2 separate regions of the Sus scrofa genome follow, and region 2 is linked to region 1. The links are chromatin contacts, called in public targeted proximity ligation maps. All regions are on one chromosome and are shown on one strand. The core of a region is the stretch at or near the end of the contact, and the rest is flanking DNA. Distances in the headings are between cores, read along the strand shown.

The links.
Region 2: a targeted proximity ligation map of alveolar macrophages shows a contact between it and region 1. A contact is called at or near these places in 1 of 5 promoter capture datasets (liver) and 1 of 2 datasets of targeted methods (alveolar macrophages).

Annotation. Positions count from the first base shown.
Region 1 is chr5:9,269,331-9,274,835 of Sscrofa11.1, forward strand. It overlaps SUN2 (SUN domain-containing protein 2), which reads left to right and starts at 3,806. Exons shown (of 18, transcript XM_013988192.2): 1 at 3,806-4,163.
Region 2 is chr5:9,523,273-9,528,264 of Sscrofa11.1, forward strand. It overlaps KCNJ4 (inward rectifier potassium channel 4), which reads left to right and starts at 3,127. Exons shown (of 3, transcript XM_021091491.1): 1 at 3,127-3,995.

The DNA.
Region 1 (5,505 bases), core at 2,556-5,055:
TGGAGGCCAGCAGCTGCAGCTCCGATTCGACCCCTCGCCTGGGAATTTCCATGTGCTGCAGGTGCGGCCCTAAAAAAGCAAGAAAAAAAAGAGAATACTTACTAAGGAATCAGGCCTAGATTACAATCACTTTTCTACCAATGAGGTCTTAAAATATAATTTAAAGATATTTTGTACGAAGGAAGGGCCCACTGAGGCAATGGTGCCTGGCAATGGAGAAAGCCATCGTGAGGCCCTGTGGCAGTGGCCGCATTGTCAGCCACCAAGACCCTGCTCCAGCTGGGACAAAGTTGCCCACCTCTGTCCTGCCACTGTTTATGAAATGAGGGTGGGAGTGATCTTGGAGACAGCAGCGAGGGATGGCTTGAGTTAGATCTTGACTCCCTGCTCAGGAACTGAACCTGAGCGACCCAGGTGAAAACCAGGAATCCCAGCCACCAGAGCAGCTAGAGGCTCAAAGCAGAACGCCCTGATTCTTTTTGTGTGTGTCTGTCTTTTTGCCTTTTCTAGGGCCGCTCCCACGGCATTATGGAGGTTCCCAGGCTAGGGGTCTAATCAGAGCTGTAGCCACTGGCCTACACCAGAGCCACGGCAACGCGGGATTCGAGCCACATCTGCGACCTACACCACAGCTCAGGGCAATGCTGGATCCTTCACCCACTGAGCGAGGCCAGGGATTGAACCTGCAACTTCATCATGGTTCCTAGTCGGATTCGTTAACCACTGAGCCATGACAGGAACTCCAAGATCTCCCTGATTCTTATCCCCGTTGAAAACAAGAATGCTTTGAAGAAGGCAAAGACAAAGTTTATTATTAGAGGCACAGGACAACATGTGGGAGAGCACACAGAGAAGCAGCTTATTTAAGATAGCAGCTAAGCAGCAATAAACCCCCCAAAGAAGAGTGTGCGTGCAGCCAGCCTCCCGAATGAGGAGCCCGCCCAAGAGGTGATTTGAATCATTTATATGGGTCTGTTCTTCTGGGGTCTTTGTTTTCCTTTGGCCAATTATCTTGGTTTTTTTTTTTTTTTCTTCTTCTTCTCTTTTTCGGGCTGTACCCCCGGCATGTGGAAGTTCCGGGGCTAGGGGTTGAATCAGACCTGCAGCTGCTGGCCTACATCACAGCCACAGCAACACCGGACCCGAGCTGCATCTGCAACCTACACTGCAACTTGCAGCAACTCAGGATCGTTAACCCACTGCATGAGGCCAGGATGGAACCCGCATCTTTGTGGATACCAGTCAGGTTTGTAACCCGCTGAGCCCCAACAGGAACTCCCTCAAAGGTCTTGTTTTATGTTTCACATCGGATTGGACCCAAGGCCTTCTCCAACATGTGTGCACATTTTTGGCCAAGACAGATTCCAAAGCAAAGGGTTATGCGATGGTATCAGGACCTACTGTGGCCTGGCGCACCCTCCCTTTTTGACCCCTAGGAGTCTTTCTGCACATGTGTAACTGGGGAGGTCTCCTTGACCCTGATGTCTTATCTTTTTACTCCAGCAGAGCTCAGCTCTTGCCATTGACTCTCTCCTTGAAATGCTGGAGAGAAGCAAGGCCTGATTTATGCAGCCTAACAAGTCCCAGCTGCTCTCAGCCCAGGGACCCATCTACCTCCTACTCCAGGAGAGAAGAGGAGAGTCGCTGGGGGAAGACGAGACAAATGAATGGCGGCAGAAAAGAGAGAAGAGTCTGGAAGGGCAGAGGGTGGCGGCAGGAGCGGATGGCAGAGAGGCCCAGGGGCAGTAGAGACGGGTAGACAGGGCTCTGTGATCACAGTTGTCTGACGGGTGCTGTCGGGACAGAGGGAGGGGCCTGGCACAAGCCCGGGAGCCTGGAACAAGGCCAGGAATTTCCCAGGGGCCCTGATTACATTCCCATGGCTGCCATAACAAATCACTACAAATTTGGCGACTTGAAACAACAGAAATGTATTCTCTCACAGTTGAGAAGACCAGAAGTCCAAAACCAAAATCAATGGACTGAAATCAAGGTGTCCGCAAGGGACTTGCTCCCTCTGGAGGCTCCTGGAAAGAATCTGTTCCTGGCTTCTCCCAGCTTCTCGTGGCTGCCGGCATGCCCTGTCCTGTGGCCACATCACCCTCTCCGCTGACTGTCTTTTAAAAGGACACTGGTGACTACATTTAGGGCCTACCCTGATGCTCCAGGATAATCTCCCCACCTCAAAAGCCTTCATTTAATGGCACCTGCAAACACTTCCCACGTACAGTGACATTCACAGGTTCCAGGGATTAGACCTCATATCATTGGGGCCCATTATTCACCTACTACAGCCCCATGGAGGCAACAGAGCTTAATTGAGAGCTGCCTCCAGCCAGCCTGTTAGGCATGGTCCTTGCCTGAGACCCGTGGAAGGCCGATGGCCTCTTGCTTTCCAAACCAGCACATGCTGGGAAGGGGCCCTTGCCAGGACCCTTGGAGAGAGTGAGGTGGCAGGCTATGGAGCCTCTATTGCTATTGGCAAGAACAGAACTGGGGAGCTAAGTGCCCTGGGGAGGAGAAGGTGTCAAGAGGAGGCCCCTCCCCTACCTGGATGCTGACTCTAAGTCTGATTTGAACTATTTCGCTCATGCCACGTTCAGCAGATACTCCGATGAGGAAAGCCCTGTGAAGGGTCCTGGGGAGCCAGCTCTTGCCCTTGGGGAGAGCCACATCTAAGCCCAGAAGCAAGCACTGTTGGCTACAATTAGCTGTAAGTGCAGGGGAGGCCCCTCTTTTCCGGGTGGGGCAATGGAGGCTGGCGGAGTGGGGGGGGTTGTTTCTGTCTGGAGTCAGTTTAGCACAAGGGCTTCACATTTCCTCAGTCCCCACCCCCAGTGCCTTCCTGTCACAGCTCAGTGATTTTGTCATTTCTAGCCTCTTCCTCTTGGTGCTTTAAAAGTGAAATAATGGCACTGTCGCAGCGTCCCTTAGAGGAGCTTGCCCAGGAAGTGACTCCTCCCTAGCCAGGCACTTTCTGCCATCAGCAGAGTGGGCCAGTGGGGAGCCCACGCACAGGACCCTTGGAGTTGGGCAGCACTTGATTCTGTCAGGGTCTGTCAAGTGCTTATTCTACCTGCAGATTAAGGCAGAGGAAAAGGGAGCCAGCTTTCCTTCTCAGCACCAACTGTGGCAAGAATCTTCCTTAATATGGAGAAAAGCTTCTGTGTGAAATTTGGGGGTCTCTGAGGGCAGAATGAGAAGTGGCAGAGCCTCCTCCCAAATCTGGATTTTCCAAATCAACTCTAAAATGGAAAAAAAATAAACAACAAAAAAACCAACAAAACCCATGGGCTTGGATATAGAGAGAATCCTCTAATCTCAAATTTGCCTCTTTCAACTGTGTGCCTTTAAACGAATCATTTAAAAACCCTATAAACCTGTTTCCTGATCTGCAAAAAACGTGTAGAAATATCTAAGAATAATTACGCACGTGCCTCCAACAATTGTTTGCGGGTCCCCTAAGGGCTCGCTACGCGCTACCCTTCCAGGTGGGCCCTAGGCCAGGGGTCGTCAATCTCCCCTGCTCCCCCCTTTCTCGAGCCATTTTCAGCAAGGGTGTGCCCCCAACCACTTAATGCCTTTGAGGTCCTGGCACCCGGGCTCTGTTAAGTCGGCCTGAGGCAAGCTGGGTGGGGTGAGGCGCACCACGCGGTGTTAGGAGAGGGCTCAGGTGTTTGGAGTCACCAGACCCGGAGTCAAGTGCGCGGTCAGGCGGGATATCGCCAGCTGCCAGGTGCTGCCCCCGGGCCGCGCCTCCCATGCGCGGACTCCTGTTTGGCCGCGCCCCGCCCGCGGGGCCCACGCGACGGGCGGGGCGAGCCGGGGCCTTTGTGTTCAAACCGCCCAATGGGCGTCGGCAATGGGCGGTGACGCGAGAGGGGCCTGGCCAATGAGCTGCGGACTGTCAGCGTTGACCGACAGGCGCACATATACACACTCGGCCACGCGCGCGCCGCCGGGTCCCACTCGCGCAGCGCGGTTCTGCGCGGGCCGCATTGTCCGTTCGCTCACCTCGTCCCGCCCCGAGGCTCCTCACCGCGCGCCCCGGGCTCGGGCGCCGACCGCCGCTCCCCGGATCCCAACGCAGTAAGGGGGCGCGCCCGGGAGGCGCGGCGGGCCTCGGACGCCCCCGGCTGTGCACCGAGCAGCGGCGGCAGCAGGTAACAGCCGGCCGTGGGCCTCTGGCGGGCGGACGCGCGGGGCGAGGGCGGTAGGCCAGCCTCGGCCGCCTCCTCGCGCGGCCCGGGCCCGGCCTGACCCCGGGGTCATCATCGGACCGCGCCGGCCAGTGCCGAGCTGCCCAGGCCTGGTTCTTCCTCTCCAGGCCAAGCTGGGCCAGGCTCCAGCCCCGCCCGGCGCACGCCCCTGGGCCGGTCGGGAAGGGCCAGCGCTGTGCCAAGGCTGCTCTGACTCATCTCCGCCGCCCGGCCCCCGCCCCCGAGACTGGCCGCCCCACTGGTCAGTCCGGAGGGCGGACGTCTTCCAGGCGGGACTCCCCCGGGCGGCACCTCCCCGGGAGGAGGCTGCCCCAAACCGGCCCAGGGCAGTGCCTGCGTTTTCTTGCTAGTCAGGCAGTTTCCAGGGACCAGCAGTTCTCTGCTTCTGCCGCCGCCTGTCAGAACTCTGGGAATAGGAGGAAGGCCCATTTTGCTTAGTTCTTAAAAAAAAAAAAAAAAAAAAAAAAAAAAACCAAACAAAAAGGGGGCGGGAGTGTGACTTAGAGCAGAGAGGCAGGGCAGGCGCGCGCTTGGTTAAAAAAAACCCGAAAAACAAACCTCCGCAGGGTCAGCCAGTAGGGAAGGAAGGGAGAAGGGAGTTAGCACCTGGAGCGTTTTACAGGTCCCACGAGTGTGAAAACGTCCCGCGGAGGATGCCCAAGATCTAGGTTAAGCCTGAAGACTGGATGGATACTGCGGTATGAGTTTGCGATGGGGCCAAGGAAAGGCGGCGCTGAGAAAAGGATGTGGTTCAGCTCAGAAGTGAAGAGGGATGTTTTATGTGAGGGTTTCTTAACTGATCATGTGTGGAGGGGGTGTCCGTTCTGTTATGCAAAATATTGAGCTCCTAGAGGCTCACTTCTTGTTTTGTTTTCTTTTGGAGGATGGAGCCTTGACCTTTTCACTCTTGTGAAACCCAGACTCGGTGGTAAACTGTTTTGTGACAGCAGAACCCTCCGGGGGAGACAAAAAGGCCCCTTCGCTAGGGTGGAGGCGGGTCCTGTCTGCTGAGGGTTTTCAACTCCCCCGCCCACCACACCTCCGCCTGAATATTTATTTGTATTCTTGCCAGCAGCAGCTTGAGATCTTTTGTGTGTGTGTGTGTGTGTGTGTGTGTGTGTGTGTGCGCACGCGCGCGCTTTAAACACATTGCTTGTTTCTGTCCCAGGGTGAAACCTTGGTCAATTTCTGCAGGGCAGGGTTAAGAAGAGGAGCTTGTGTGGGTATCTGGAGCTTTCAGTTGGGGAGGGCAGTAGTGGGGGTGAAATTACCTTATAAGGAACGG
Region 2 (4,992 bases), core at 1,877-4,376, 250 kb after region 1:
GTCACAGGGCTCCTGTAAGGGCGAAACGAGACTCTGCCCGTGAAGGCCTGAGTAGTGCTGGCCGCTGTGACGCCAGGCACTCCAGCGATGTCTCTTCTCCCTCCATCCGGGGGGTGCTTCTGTGTTAGATGATGACAAAGTCTATTTGCCCTTTGGGGACCCAGGCCAGATTATCCCATGACAGATGAGGCCTGTGAGGTCCAGCAAGGACAAGGAGCTTGCCCAGGGTCACCCAGTTCTGACACCCAAACCTGCCACTCCCACCCCTGCAACCTTTGCATACCTGTCTCACAGGCCTTCCCACCCCCTCCCCACCCCGCCCCGCACACAGCGAGGAGCTACTGGAACATGGCAGATCCTTCCATTAGTCTTTCATCATCCTTGGAACAGCCCCTTAAAGTGGACGTGATCCTCCCCACTTTACATATGAGGAAACTGAGGCCCAGAGAGGAGAGGTGAGCTGTCCAGAGTCACACAGGATTGGAGGGTGACTTTTTTTTCCAGTGGTCTGTGAAGTTCTCCCTGACTGGAGCTGCCCTTTCTGCCTCTCCTCCCTTTCTCCCAGTCTGCTCTCAGCCGCCACAGGACTCTCCTTATAGGAGATGAGCCACAGAGGCCGCCAGGCCCAGCAAGGTGATCATTATTGGATGTTTCGATGTTTCCTCTCAACCCCTGTGGTGTCACAGCTGCCCCCCCAAGTCACTGCCCCTGAGCCCGCCCCCCCCCAGCCGCTCTTTCCTGAAACTGGTACCCAGTGACCAGGCATTGGGTTTGATCCCACAGAAACAGATGCTCTGGGTCTAAAGACACCCCTGTATCCATCTCTCCCTTCTTCCTGCCCTTTCTCCTTCCTCTGCACCCCCCACACCCTCAGGGCAGCCACCGGGCCAGGTCTCTGGCCAGGGGAAGAGACCACAGGACATTTGCCTCACCTGCATCCGCCCACTTCCAATTCAGGGAAAGGTGTGATAAGCAAGAGGCATACACCACAGCTGACCCCGCCTTCAGACTGTTAAGTTCTCCCGGCCATTCACACACCAAAGACTCCTCCCAGGGAACATCAGTCCTGGTTGCCCGCCCACGAGGGCACAGCAGGGTAATGAGGAAGCTGGGCAGGGAATGGGGCATGCGCCTTGAAGCTCTGCAGTGTCGAGGGGAGGACTGAGAAGGGATAGTCACGTTTACTGAGCACCTGCTATGAACTGTGCATTTCTTGTGCATCGACCTCCTGTGAGGGGAGGGACTGTGAGGGTCCTGGTTTTATTTTATTTTATTTATTTTACCATGCCTGTGGCATGTGGAAGTTGCCAGGCCAGGGACTGAACCCATGCCACAGTAGTGACCTGAGCTGCTGCAGCGACAACGCTGGATCTTTAACGCGTTGCACCACAAGGGAACTCCAGGGTCTTAATATTATAAACAGGTTCAATAAAATATCTGCTCAAGGTCATGCAGCTCCTAAGTGCTGTAGCTGAGGTTGGCCTGACTCCCAAGCCCACCTAACAAGAACTAAACTTGTGGAGTTCCCGTCGTGGCGCAGTGGTTAACGAATCCGACTAGGAACCATGAGGTTGCGGGTTCGGTCCCTGCCCTTGCTCAGTGGGTTATTGATCCGGCGTTGCCGTGAGCTGTGGTGTAGGTTGCAGATGCAGCTCGGATCCTGCGTTGCTGTGGCTCTGGCTGTTGCTGTGGCTACAGCTCCGATTAGACCCCTAGCCTGGGAACCCCCATATGCCGTGGGAGCGGCCCAAAGAAATAGCAAAAAGACAAAAAAAAAAAAAAAAAAAAAAAAAAAGAACTAAACTTGTGGCCGGTGCTGGATGAATGAATGAGGAGGTGATGGATGACTTCTGCTAAGGGCAGCAGGAGGCCTTCCTAGGGGAGGTGGCGTGGAGGCTGGACTTGGGAAACAGCAGGAATTCTTAGAGCAGAGAAGCAGGAAGGGCATTTAAGGCAGGAAGAATAGCATGTGCAAAGGCAGAGAGGTGTGGAAGCATCTGGTGTGTTCGGGAATCTGTAGGCATCGTGGTGTATGTGTGGGTATATGGGGTGTGAGATAAGGTGGGACCTGACTGTACATCACACTGAGGAGTTGGGACGCAATCCTTTTAGGAGGGGAGGGACTGTGGGGATTGGGAACAGTCATGATGGTTCAAGTGTGGTGGTTCCTGTGCCTGCGGCAACTTCAGAGGGTCAGCTTGAAGGATGAGCTGGAGATTTTATGTTCAGTAAATTCTCGGTCCGGCTTGGAGTGCCCCAATCTCCCTCACTTAACTGGGGCCAGTCAGAGATGGCCAGGCTCCCAGGGAAGTCCTTCTGGCTATCTAACTGCAGGTATTCGTTCATCCTCGCACCCTACATCCTCTAACCTCCTGCATCCTCAGAGTGAGGTGGCAGGAATGGCCACGGGAGTGGCTGGCTCGCCAGGGGCTGTGAGGAGCTGGGGCTTTCTCCCCACAGTCCAGACTGGTGTGGGGTCCAGACCGGTGCGCCCCCAAGATGAGAAGGAAACGGGCGAGATCCTCCCTATAAAGACATTTTGGGGTGATGGGGACGCAGAGAAGGAAAAACTGTGGTTTGGCCCGGCTCTGCCACCTCTGGGTGACCTTGGGCAAACTTATGACCCTTTCTGATACCCAGTTTCCCAGTCTGTCAAACGGGGCGGTGCTGCCCAGCGGATGGTGAGGGTCCCTCCAGGAGGGTTACACCTCCGGCTCCCGGGGGCGGGGTGCGTAGGGTCCTTAATGGCCAGTCCTGCAGGAGGGGAAGGGAACCGCCGAGGGGAGTGGCCCGCAGCCGAGGAACCGGGTACCGACCCTATCCCACCCACTCCCTTCCCGGCGCGGAGGAACCCTCTCCACCTGCCCCTGGGGGGCGAGAAAACCTGGGAGCGGATTCTCGGAGCGGGTTCTGGGCGGAGTGCTCCTGGAGGGAGGAGGAAAACCCGGGCAGGATCTGGGACAGGAGCGGCCCCCGCGGCCCCCAGCCCCTGCCCGGCCCGGCGCTGCCCGCGGGTGGGAGGGGGTGTGATGCCGGGCTAGGCTGAGGGGACGGGCCGGGGCCGGGTCCCCCGGGCCGCCCGGGGCTCCGGGGCTGGGGTGGGGGGGCGCGGCCTCCGCAGCGGGGCGCGGGTCACGTGTGAGGAGGGGCGAAAGTCTCGCAAAGCGGGGCGGCGTGCCGCGAGTTGGGAGTTCTCGGCGCGCCGCGGGCGGCGGGAGCTCGGGCTCCCGGGCGAGCCGGGGACGCGGCAGAGGCGGGGGCCTGGGTCCGAGACCGCGGGGGCCGCACCGAGAGTGGGAGGCAGAGAGAGAGAGAGGCAGAGGCAGGGACCCGGAGCGAGACAGAGACGCTCAGGGGAGAGAGGGCAGAGGCAGAGGAAGGCAGCGGACAGACCGGGAGGGCGACGGAGACGAAGACAGGGGCCCGCGGGGAGAGTCGGAGAGACCCAGGCGGGCAGGAGAGACTGCGAGAGACCGAGAGCCGAGGGGGCCGGCGGGGGCGGGGGCGGCAGAGCCCGGGCCGGCCGGCTTCGGGGGTCTCGGGGCCGGAGGCGAGCGCAGCGGGCCAGGGAGCGGAGCGCAGGGCGGGGGACAGCGCCGAGGGACAGCGAGAGAACCGTGGGGGCGGCGGAGAGAAGGCGGCGGGGGCGGGGGGCTCCAGCGCCATGGGTCCCCGGACCCCCGCGCTCTGAGCCCCGGCCCGGGGCCCGACGATGCTGAAGCTGAGGCGGCGCCGAGGGCGCGGCGCGGGGCAGCGCTGAAAGTTGGGCGGCCGGCGGGGAGCGGCGCGGGACGGCCCGGAGGCCGGGACACCGGGGGACCGACGGACAGACCCACAGGCAGCGGGGGAGGGGGGCGGGGCCGGCCGCCGAGTTCGCGGGGAAGGGGCGCCGGGACTCCCCGCTCCCGGCCCGGGACGCTGCCCGCCCGACTGCGCCGTGGGATGTAGCGGCCTCTCGCCGCCTCCCGGAGACTCGTCGGACCCTGCGCCCCGCGGTAAGCCCGGCCGGCGCTCGCCGCTGGCGCTGTCCGTCCGTCTGTCCCGCCGCGTGCGTGTGTATGTGTGTGTGTCCCGGGGCCTGGCGGCTCGGGCCCCGCCCGCTCGGCACCTTATCCCCTGACCCGGGCTTCGGCCGCCGGGCGCGCGTTCAGCGCGATCAGGCGACTTCCCCGGAGCCGAGGAGCTCTGTCCTCTGTCCGTCGTCGTCTCAGGAGCGTCAAGGTCTGGGTTTCTGCCAGGAGGGGGGGTAGAGGTGAGTGCAAAGGGCCTGGACCTCTTGCCCCGGCCGTGACCTTTCCCTGCCTCCACCCACCCCCAGTTGTCACACTGGGTTGGAGGAGTTTCAAAGCAGATGACTTGTGGCAAAGGGGGGGGGGGGTCTCCTATCCACCTCCCCAACTGCAGCCTGTTTGCAAAATGGCCCTGACAGAACAAAATCCCTCTTCTCTCGTTTTGAGCACCTGCTTTGGGCCCTGAGACCCTAGAGAGGGTGGACAGGGATGGATGAAGCAGTTCAGGCTTCCCAGCGGTGGCGACAGGCCACAGAGGGAGGCCAGAGTGCCTTCCCTCCCTAGACGGAGAGCACCAGGAAAGAGAGGTCTGGATGGAGTAGGGAAACTTCCCTGCAACCGTGCCCAGTGTCCCCTGACCAGCATCTACATGGCACTTGTGTTTCCAGAGCCCAGGCTCTAAGATGGGGAGAGGGTGCAGGGGGGTGGTGGGGGTGGGCGAGAGACAGGTGGAGGGCTGCCTGGCATAGTTAGCAGGCGGGGGCCTCCGGAGCAGGAGGATGCCAAGAAGCAGGTTGAGGGAACAGAGAGCTGAGGGAGGGAGGCCTAAGGGCCACACATGCAAGGTCCAGAGAGGAGCCAGACCTGTGTGTGTGTGCGTGTGCGTGTGCGTGTGTGTGTGTGTGTGTGTGTAGAATGTCTATTCTGTTTCTCCCCCACATCCAGTCTTGTGACCTCCATGGCTTTGGGACTTTTGAGAGCT